Linked DNA regions of Hordeum vulgare: region 2 is linked to region 1. Evidence: chromatin contacts called from public Hi-C data. All regions are on one chromosome and are shown on one strand. The core of a region is the stretch at or near the end of the contact, and the rest is flanking DNA. Distances in the headings are between cores, read along the strand shown.

Region 1 (5,746 bases), core at 522-3,021:
GGGGCCCCTCACGTCGGCCCTCGGGCTCTGGCGGCGGCGCCCCGCGTCGGCGGCTGCGGGATCCGGCGAGATCTCGCCCACCGGCGGCGCCTGACGGCGGATCCGGGGCTGCCATGGCCGGATCTTGTGCGGGGCGCGCAACCATGGTGGTAGGGAGCGGCGGCCGGGCGCGGCTGCGGTGGCAGAGAGCGTCGGCTAGGCGTGACTGCGGTGGCCAGGGTGCGCGGTGCGGTGACCCGTGACCCTGCCTGGGGGTCGTGGTGGTGCGTGGCGGCCATGCTCAGCGGGTCGGTGGCGGTGGATGTTCAGCGCAGCTCCGGAAAAAATCCTTGCTCTGGTCCTCATCGGAGCCGCGACGGTGACGCCCGCGGGTGCCGCTATCTTTCTTGTAAGCGCCGTTGTGGAGGTGTGCCGCTCCCCTTCGTCGGCCGTTGCCTGGTCAGCCGTCACGTGGCTGCTATGGCGGCCGGCGGCGTCAAATCTGGCCGATGTCCTCCGGCCCTGATGTGGGCCTCTCTCCTGCGAATTCTTGGCGGTGCCGGCGTGGTTGCCGGGGCCCTACCTGCGGGTGAAGCCGGTGGAGGAGATTCGGATTGGGGGAAACCCCTTGGTTGGCCCAGGCCGGCCGCGCCGACGACGGCGCTCAAGGGCGCCGTTATTCTTTTTGAAGATGTCGGTATACATCTGCTCCTCTGCTCCCCTTCCTTGCCTCTCGGGTGAAAACCCTAACTCCGATGGGCGGCGGAGGCGTCCTTGACGTCGTGACCTTCCTGAAGGCGTCGCCTAGAGGGCTGAGTGGTGGTGGGCACTGTGTGGGTCCTGAACGGTTGCTGGTGGTGGGCACTGCTTCGGGGGAAACCCTAGGATCTGATCTTCCAGATCGGACGATGGCGGTACTGCGGTGCCGTTTCTCTCTTGGGAGCATCGTTTGTGGAGCAGCGCTGGCAGACTGAGGCAGGAGGTGGAGCGGCTTCATCTTGCACAGAATTTCGGTGGAGCTGTCAAGTCATTCCTGGCCGACAGGTGCTACGCTGAGTCATGCCTGGTTGGCAGGTGCTACGCACGACAGATCTCCCGGAGTCTTCGCATCTGTACGGATGTGCGCAGGGCGGTGGCGCCGTTGGGCGCCGTGGTGGCGTTGACGGATGTTTGGACTGGCATGGATGATGCGGATCTCTTTCCTGAAGATGGATCAGTGGTTTGATGATGATGGCGGCTTGTAAAACGTGTGCGTGAGGTGTGCGTTTTAGGTGTGCTGCACCGGCTGTTGCTCCTGATACGTTATGTGGATGGATTGACGACAACATCGGTCTTAGATATGTGGAGTGAGAGCACTCCACATTATCGAGTTTGTAGGTGTGAGTGGTGGCTTTGGGTGGATTGATGTATACTCCTGTTAGTCCTTTGTGGAATAATTAATAAAGATGGTTGCATGCATCGATTAATGCAGAGGCCGGAGGTTTAACCTCCTTTTCAAAAAAAAAACCATCTATATCTACGGACCAGTCTTCTTATTTACGGACAGATGCGGATTTTTTCTTACGGATTACCGTTGAAAAAGCCCTGGGACTTCATACTTCCCCTTGATTAACTACAGTGCCGCCTATTGAAGAGTAGGCAGTAGCAGTAGCAGTAGCAGTAGCCAGATTGATCGGAAGCCAGCCGAGACCCAACCACTCAGCAAGTTGATCAAGTACGTCTAGCAAGGCAGCAACGGCCTCAAGTCTCAACAAAGTTGGAGCCAGAGACATGGGAATAGGACTGTAGAAGAATATGGACATGATCAAGGCGCGATGCGGACACATGCGTGCCGGACAATGACTTGGCAACCGCTACGGTATCATTCTTCTTTTTCTTGGTTCGGCGGAGTATGTATCCATCGACATCATGCACCAGAATCTACGTAGTCGACATCAACGAAGCTCACATGTGTACCCACACACGCACACCAGGATGCCATATCGCCCTCACGACTCTTTTAACGGAGCAACTTGGATCCAACAAGCTCCGGAATCCGCGTACTGCATAACACAAGCTCTGCCTTCATTCCTTCACGAGCGAACAACCGTACAACAAGAACAAACCCGTGGCACGGAAGCCGCCAAGAGTCGAGCGTGCGCCGTGCCAGGATCTGCGATGCAAAGCCGTACTTATAGATTTTCAATGCATATGGATCCGAACCTTTATTTAATTATTACTTTCTCCGTACTACTTCATCCGTCACGGTTTCACACTACGCATGCATATAGAAGTAGTACAACGGAGTACTAATTAGCTGCTAGGAGTGCATTAATCTTTGTCTATTTTGGAAAAAGTCTAACTGTGTTTTCTAAACCGTGATGGAGGAAGTATAATATTTGTTGTTGGGAATAATTAGTTTAGTTTTTCCCAATAACAAATATTTAAGAACAGAGGAAGTAAAAAATAAGGCTCACAGCAACTCTAGCAGACCCGCATCCCGCCGGCCCGCAAAACGTGTTTGCAGTTCGTGCAAAACCGCTTTTGCGGGCCGACACGGGCTGACACAAATGCAGACCCCGCATAATGGATCCGTAAAAAAACATATTCGCGGAATATACTTTCTTTACGGGTCGGCTTCTGCGGGTTCTGATCTCGCGCAGCTCCTCCCGGCCCGTAAAACTTAGATTCGCAACTTAAATTGATCTAGCACAATGTTTTTCTTTGCTTTTGCAACAACATTATTGATACAAAAGATATCATCAAATCTTGGCTAGAATAGCAAAACCAAAGAAAACAAGAACCACAAGTATGCATTTCAGAAGATTTCCAACTTCCATAACTCCTTCCACTAGTTGAAGCAATATCTTCTCCATGCACTCATTGTTGATCTGTGGATTCTTAATCTTGCTTTCTTCATTCTTCATCTTTGGTTTCAAAGAAGTAGACGTTGCTTCCCCTCTAGTTGCACATGCAGCCGCATCATTGCCTTCGATTATACTAAGGAGTGCACTAACATCTACTCACTCAGTCCCAAAATAAGTGACTAAAAAATGACTCAACTTTGTATTAAAGTTAGTGTAAATTGAAGTTACTTTTAAGTCATTTATTTTGGGACGGAGAGAGTATTAAGTTTCTTTCTATCAACAAATCAATGTATTGGCCTTCCCAAAACCAAAATGAGCATCCGTCGTCCTACACAAAAGAATGAGCAAGCTCGAAGTGAGCTACCGCAATTGAACTAAAGAATGAGCTATGAAACGAGCTACCGCAAGTGCACGTACCCCGTCGTTTTCGCATTTGTAGAACATCCATCCGGGGTGCGTCGGCGTGCCCGAAGTGAGCCGCAGCACTTGGCGCTGGTAGTCGTCGCACTCTATGAGCGGCATCGGCAGGCCAAAAAGACGTTGCGCGAGCGCCGAGCCCGGTGAACGGCCGGACGAGTCCATGCCCGCAAACCTTCGGCGGCGGTGGGCGGACGAACCCGTGCCTGCATGTGGCGATGCGCCCTTGCCTGGGCTGCGGGAGAGGCTCCCCGACCACTCCATCGCCTCGGACAGCAACCGGCGGCCTTCCGGCATGCTCCTGCCGGCTGCTGTCGCCTGGAATCTTGGGCGGCCGCCGGCGGCGGCGCGAGGAGGGAGAGGAGAGGTGGTTGGTGGGAGAAAGCGCGGTATGAAATGTCTCCCCACCAACCGCTTCCCCTTATATGCAGGGCACCGCAACCGCGAGGGAGAAACCCGCGTTTCCTGGGTTGGGGTCGAGATTTTGCCGCGCCCCTAAAATTTTTTGCGAGCCGGGACGGGATGCGGGGTCTGATCGGGCTGGTTTTTCCGCCCGACCTGTATTTTGACGGTTATTTTACGGGCCGGGGCGGGATGCAGGGTCTGCTAGAGTTGCTCTCAGCTACATACAAGCATTCACATCGATTTGATGCTCTAGGCTGTTGGATCACCCTCACGTACCTTCTACTCCCTCCGTTTCTAAATATAAGCACAATATAGACATACTAAAAGATTATATGGATGGATTCATAATTTAAAATATGATTATATACATTCGCATGTAATTTATTAGTGAAAAAATTTAAAACTTATTTAAAAAAATGGATGGAGTATATTTTATTTACATTTCTGTCCATTCAAGATTATCTCGTCGTACCACATATTGCTAACTCCTATTTCACAGTCAGGGCGCCATCTAATGAAAAACGGCAAGCTGGTTTTTCGGTTTTGGGAAGCTTCTAGATTCTTTCAGATGTTTTTTTGTTTTTTTGGCAGCTATTTTATATGCTTTATTTAGCCAGATTTTCAAAGGGTTTTTTATTGCCTTTTCTTTTTGTATTTTTTATCTTTCTTTACAGTTTATATATTTTTACTTCATTTGTTTTTCTAACAAATCAAATCCACGAACGCCTTTTGAATTCATTAACTTTTTTCAAATTAGAAAACCTTGTTTCATATTTGCAATATTTTTCAAATTCATAACTGTTTTTCAACTCCGTGAACTCTTACAAATTTGTGAAGTGTTTATTGAGGTTCATAAACTCTTTTTCAATTTGTGAATATTTTTATATCTACCAATTTAAAACCCATAATTTTTTATTCAAGTTCATGAACATTTTCAAATGCATAAACGTTTTTCATATCCACTAACTATTCTGAAATTGCTTAAAGTTTTTATTCAAGCACATGTACTTTTTACAGTCTTTTTCTCAAACTTGTAAAAGTTTTTTGAATGCGGGAACTTTTTAAAATCCGTGATTTTTTATACAAGTTCATGATTTGTTTTCTAATTTATGGAAATTTTTATATCTACAAACGTTTTTAAAATTCGTGAACATTTTTAGAATGGGAGAACATTTTCACATCCGTGAATTTTGTTCAAGTTCATTAACCTTTTCAAATTAGTTTTTTTATCCGTCAACTTCTTTTGAATTCGTGAACATATTTTAAATGCTTGAACTTTTTTTAATTCATGAACTTTTTATTCAAGTTCCTGAATTTTTTGAATTTGTGGTAGTGAAAATCAATGAGTCAATGGTGTGGTTAATGGTTAGGCAACACCCAAGGGCAACAACCAGTGTTTTTTTTGAGAAACGGTCAACAGCCACATACTCCAACTGATCGAGCAATTTGAGCGAGCGCACGCTATTTGTGGGCAGGCACACACGAGCGACCGAATGAACGCTGAGCGGGCGTATAAGGGCGTGTACAATGATTGATAAAATAGTCTTATCTTAAGTCTTGCATATAATTTATAGAAGGCAAAAAACATGTCTACAATGAGTCATCTTTTAGCCTTATTTTCAATAACTAGATATTCCTAAAAACATGATGAGACATATTGCGTTAAAAGATCATCTTTTGTTTTCTGTTAAATAAGAGAAGACAAGCCTTTTCTTATGATTTCTCTCTCCTCCACCTCGCCGTTTATCCTACGTGGCATTCATTAGATAGAGCCATTAGAGCATGTATAATGTTTGATAAGATAGTCTTATCTTAAGTTTTGCATGTAATTTAGACATGATAAAAAAATGTCTTACAATGGGTCATCTCTTAGCCTTATCTTCAATTACTATCTATTCCTAAAAATGCAATGAAACATATTGTGCTACGAGATTAACTCTTATTTTTTTAAATAAGAAAAGACACATCTTTTATTATGAGTTCTTTCTCCTTCATGTCATTATTTATTCCACATGATACTTCTGAGATAGCACCTTTATACAGGCCCTATGGTGCTGTATAGGAACTCTCCTCAAATTGGCTGGACAAATTACCAATGC
Region 2 (5,723 bases), core at 1,552-4,051, 58 kb before region 1:
CGCCCCGGGCTTGCCCGGCGGCTGCCTCAGGCGGCGTCGAGGAAGGGAGGGGGGGGGGAGGGGGAGGCGGCTAGGGTTGGGAGGGAGCTTGTATTTCACACTGAATTTGAGATTTCGTTTATTTCCAGGTGACACGCTGTAATCTTATCTCTAGTTTTTGGATTTGTACTGCTCCTTGCTTTAGTATTATCTAGAAAGGAAATAGTCACGGTAAGCTATTCACTTAAGTTTCTTTGATGTCGTAAGTCATAACCAATGCCAACCAGTTATATATAGTACTAGGAAGTTTTAAATTTCAAAGTTGCAGTCCATATGCTCCTGTAAAGCTAATGCAAACATGAAACTCAAGAACCATCGATGTGCAGAAACTAGAAATAACAATGATGACCAGGACCAAGCTGAAATCAACTTTAAGTGTGTGCAATGATACTTACAAGCTTACCAAGTCTGTCAGGTGACTTATTTCATCAGTGATGAAACCTTTCAGTCCTTGACTTGCAAGATCCCTGCCGGCGCAAATTATAAAACGTGCGAGTTAGAAGAGAAACCACTCAACTTTTCACACGATATAATGAGCAGAGACCTGCAGTTAATTTTCCATGTCCATTGGTACTTCTGTTGTGAAATTTCATTCAAGTAATCATAGTGATACTGATGCAGACAGAGTACTATGTTGTAGGACAACAAACCTTTAGCTACTAGCACCGAAGTTAGAACAATACTTGAGCAGTAGCTCAAAGTAACAGCACAATTAGGACAAAAACTTTTGGATGTAATTAAAATTTTGCAGTTCAGCTTTGTGGTCCAGCTCAGATTAGTTAAGTAGTAAACGGGCAGTAACCACTGAGGTAGATTGTTTGCTGCTAACTCTGTGTGAACATTAGAATATCTTCCCTTTACTATGATCTCCAAACACTTACAAGTACTTCTTCATAAATAATTCTACTCCCTCCTATCCATAATAATTTGTACTAAATCAGAGACAATTAATATGGATCGGAGGGAGTACCATTTCTCGGAAGAAAACAGGGATGCACTTGGTAAATCAAACATGGGTAACTTGACAGCAAAGCAGGAATAGTCTAATGAAACAGAGGATATGTAAAAATAGCATTGGGATATCGAAAGTGCACTCACAACTGAGTGATCACAAGCCCTTTGTTACCGGGATGGCAAGAAACTCCCTCCCATGCATCCCATGTCCTCGGCGCGCATGGGTCCCCGTTCCACCCCATCCTTGCTGGAATTTTCAGTGAATCCTTTAGGGCCTTCATCGCAGCCGCTGCCAAAACAAGTGCAACAATCTGAGCGAATGTCGGCTGGTTTTTGATAATGGAAATTGGAGATCGAGCTCGATCGATCCATCTTGTTCACGAGTACAAAACAATCTCAGAGAATGCTTATAGAGTATCCAATTATCCGTTACCTTGGTGTGGCACTGTCCTTGTCTCAAGGGGCACCATTGCGTAATTCTCGAGCCCGCACAAAATCGGCCGTCCCACTACCGGCACAAGCCTGACGCTCATGGTGGAGCTTGTCAGGTTCTCCACAATGTATGTCCACTTGAAGGCCGTGAACCCTCCGACCTGCTTGAAGATGTCGATCCTGGTCACGTTCCTCCCGGCCAGCATTACGTCGAACACCCTCTGGCCAGGGGCCCTGACCCCGGCGTCGATCTCCGCGAAATGCAGCCAGACCATGTAGGACATCCTCGTGTCCACCGGCATCAGGTACTCGATCTCGTTGGAGGCGTCCCCGCCGGTGGTGACCGCGGACCTGTACATCTTGGTGGGGAAGTAATTGGGCGGCTGGTTGCTGCCGAAAATCTTCCTCCCGCCGGCAGTAATGGCGTCGTAGGTGAGGTCATTGTTCCGGAAATCCGTGCCGGCCTGCCACACCCTGGAGAAGGCGTCGGAGTCGTTGGTGAAGCCGGGGCCGAAGAGGCCGTTCCCGCAGGTGAGGCGGCCGTAGTTGACGAGGACGACGTCGGCGCCGGTGGTGGCGCCGTCGTAGGCGAGCGGGTGGACGGGGGCGACCTCGATGGAGGCGACGACGGGGGCGTCGGTGGAGAGCGAGTAGAAGCAGACGTCCGTGGCGGCGTCGGGCGCGGACGAGGCGGGGAAGATGAGGTCGGAGTACGCCCCGTAGCGCGCGGCGGTCTCGGGCCACGGGGAGCGGAAGGAGAGCACGAGCGTGGCGGCGGCGGAGACGTCGAAGGAGGGGGAGCGGAGCTTGGAGTCGTAGTTGTCGTAGACGGAGAAGACGCGGAGGTAGTAGCGGCCGGGGGAGAGCGGGAGGGAGTAGCAGGAGGACTTGCCGGCGGAGGAGGGCGGGAAGAAGCGGAGGGTCCGCTCCTGCGGCTGCGGGAAGCGGTGAGGCTCCGCGACCATCCCCGCGTTCCCGCCCGCCGAGAAGAAGCGGTCCGCCAGCCACCGGCGGCCGAAGGCCGACGTGAAGTCCGCCGCGCCCCCGCAGTCGATGTTGTAGCTGTGGTTCGCCTGCGCTGCACGGAGAGAGAGAGAGAGAGAGAGCGCTTCAGTGCGGCGCACGCGGGTGCTGTACAGGGGCTTGATTCGAGGTTAATTGGGGGTGCTTACCGCCGGAGAGGAAGGGGTCGTCGGAGTCGTTGGCGGCGTGGACGGCCGCAGCGGCGGCGAGGAGGAGCGGGAGGAGAAGCCGCATTGCCGCTCCTAGGGCTGGCCGGAGGGGCGGCGCCGGCGCGGCTCGCCGGAGGTGAATTTGGTGGGGAGTTCGGGAGGGAGGGGGTTTGAGCTTGAGCTGGGCGGAGTGGAGGAGACGTGGGGGTGGTGAGAGGAGGAGGAGACGACGGACGGAGGAGGGTGGAAACGCTGGATCCGGCCGCGCTGGAGGATCGGACGGCTGCGCAGCGCCCGCGGCGCCACGCTGTGGCAGCGACGGCCGTCCGATCAACGGTAAGTAGCGGACCCCACAGTAGTAAAGACAGACGGAGGGAGGGAGGGAGGGATGGAGAGCGACGGTGCGGTGCGATGCGATGCGAAGCTCTTTGACCCCTTTTGCTTTTTGAGAGCACATCTCTTTTTTCCCCCTCTCGGAAAAGCCTGGATTTGTTTGTTTGGTCACGTGAGAGAGAAAGCGCGGTAAATGAAATGGAATGAATGAGTAAACCAAAACCGGCGGCGGAGCCATGGGCGGTGGTGATCCGCATTCACCCGTTGGTACGGGATCTTTCATGTTAATAATCTACCGAGTCACGGGCGGGACGGACGGAAGCAACTGGGGCCTGTTTGTTTCAAAAGTTCCGAGATTTTTTTTAGGAGTCCTGCTACACGTACGACGAATTTCATACGATTTACATACGACAGTCAGCGGCAGCCGTTCGTTGAACCACACGGACGAGTGAGATCACATCGTACACAAATCGTACAAAGCTTTTGTCGTATGCACAGCATTTCCGTTTTTTTAGTATCAATTTAAAAGTTCCTAGTGCCTATCCGTTTGTTTTCACGGACTAAATAGGGACTAGATGTTATTAAATAACATGTAAAAAGACGATGTTACTCTTACTAATGTAGTGATAGTTATTAAACGACATACTAAAAGTAGGGGCATTGCTGGAAAAAGTGCAAAAAAAATCCCAAAAAGACCCTTTCATAGGGACTTCTTCAAATAGTCTCAAATATCCCCTTTTAGTCCCTAAAAGTCTCTCCTGTCTGTTTCACATGTGACTTTTTAAGACTTTTTTGAGTCCCTACACCAAAAAGTCGCTGAAAAAGACTCGACCCGACTTCGTATTCCTAGTGCATATGTCCTTACGTGTATGCAGACAAGAATTATTGCTGCTTCAATGAATTAGCCTGGGGACGTACGTAAGATTCGAGGAGTGGTAGATGATGGCGAGACATGCGGACAAACAGCGCGTGTAGCCTTCCCTTTGGGTTGGGCTGCTGTGGTCACGGGGTCGGCTGGGCCAGCTGAGTGCCGCGCGCGGCAACTACCACCAAATCAGCAGGTAAATAAGCGTGAGTGATGTACTAGCTCCATGGGTTCGTGCCGCGACGTGCGCGGAAATGCGCGGCGCGTCTGCCGTGGCCCGACGCTGCCACCGCCCACACGGACGGAAACCGGACTAGAACAGGTTCACTTCCTCCGTACTACGTGCTGCTGGGTGCGCTCGCTCGAAGAAGGTGGTACTGTCGGACAGCACTAGGACCAGCTATAACTGATGACCGACTGTATTTATCTACTTATTATTACTGATGAGGACCGACTGTATTCATGACCGATTGGTCAGGCAGGACCCGCTAACAGTGACGCCCTCAAGCTGTATGTTTAGATGTTCATGGATGAAGTGATGGTATCCTTAGATGTTTATGGATGAGTGTTAGTATGTTTAGATGTATAGTATGATAGTGTATAAGAGCAACTCCAATGACACGATCCATTTCGTCCGTCCGTCGTCTGTTTAGGTCGGTGCGGACAGAAAAGACGGTCCGACGCGCCGACTCAGACGGACACACGTCAGTTTTTCGTCCACGGGCGACTCATTTTCGGTCCATTTTTTAGCCGGATTTGCGTCGGTGCGGACACGCGACGGACGCGCCTACGCTCGCCTTCTCCTCCCCCCGGGCCCGCGTGGTCGGTGGCACATTGGCCTCCCCCCATCCAACAGCAACCCTTGCCCGCCTCCTTCGTCGTCGACGCCGCCGCCCATTTTTGCCGGCGACTCTACCAGCTGCCCACTCTCAGCAACGCCGCCCACTCCCACGTCGCCCGCCGCCGTCGCCACGTCCTGAGTACTTGAGAGAGCCGACTGCTGAAGATACAACCCGTTTGTTGGCATGAACGCCAGCATGGGCTTCCCAGGGATGCTTGGTAGCATAGACTGCATGCACTAGGAGTGGAAGAACTGCCCTTCAGCTTGGCAAGGGCAGTATAAGTGCCATGCCAGGGCTTGCACTGTCATACTAGAGGCCGTGGCGTTTGAAGATCACTGGATTTGGCACTCTTTCTTTGGCATGGCTGGATCACACAATGATATCAATGTGCTTCAGCGCTCGCCGGTGTTTGCTAGGCTTGCCGAAGGCAACAATCCACCGGTGAACTTTACTCTCACGGCCACAACTACGACAAAGGATACTACCTGTGTGACGTTATCTATCCTCAGTGGACCACTATTATCAAGACAATACCCGACCCTGTCAGAGAGAAGAGGAAAAGATTTGCCCAAGAGCAAGAGAGTGTTAGGAAGGATGTCGAGTGTGCCTTTGGTGTTTTGCAATCTCGATGGGGCATCGCTCAGTATCCTGCTAATACCTGGAGCACGCAGAAACTGTGGGAGGTGATGACTGCTTGTGTGATCATGCATAATATGATCGTAGAAGACGAGCGCCCGGAACGTCTGTACGATCAAGGGTTTTAGTTTCAGGGTGAGAATGTTGTGCCTGAGCATGGAGTAGCGGCAACGTTGGAACAGTTCTCCCAATTTCATCAAGACATGCGTGATTGGGAAACTCACGTGCAACTGCAAAATGATTTGGTTGAGCATATGTGAGCTCATGTTGGCAACAAATAGATTTATCTTCTTTTATTCGTTAGCAAAACTATGTACGAACTATGTGAGACATTTTTATTTTTATTCGGCTTGTAATAACTATGCTATTTTCGGTCTAAATTATGTTATTTGATTCAAACTATGAAAATCATGTAAAATAGGGCGGCTAGCCGGCCACGCCGGCACATAT

The links. Hi-C and Micro-C count contacts between places; a contact is called where the count stands out from the background.
Region 2: a Hi-C map of leaf shows a contact between it and region 1, with 4 times the contacts expected there. The contact joins the promoter of LOC123442602 here to the enhancer-like site in region 1. A contact is called at or near these places in 3 of 6 Hi-C or Micro-C datasets (leaf, seedling and an unstated tissue) and 1 of 1 datasets of contacts at active chromatin or transcription factors (embryo).

Annotation. Positions count from the first base shown.
Region 1 is chr3H:17,439,121-17,444,866 of MorexV3_pseudomolecules_assembly, reverse strand. No RefSeq gene overlaps it. Among protein-coding and RNA genes, the nearest start is that of LOC123442601, 55 kb to the right of the region's middle. Within about 2 kb of position 1,771, at least 3 of the 3 cell types and tissues checked have open chromatin away from gene starts, as enhancers often do. A contact at or near this core is called in leaf and seedling, where this site is marked.
Region 2 is chr3H:17,498,595-17,504,317 of MorexV3_pseudomolecules_assembly, reverse strand. LOC123442602 (receptor-like protein 4) reads right to left here and starts at 2,801. Exons shown (of 9, transcript XM_045118692.1): 1 at 2,598-2,801; 2 at 1,427-2,503; 3 at 1,138-1,282; 4 at 435-506. The coding sequence starts at 2,682.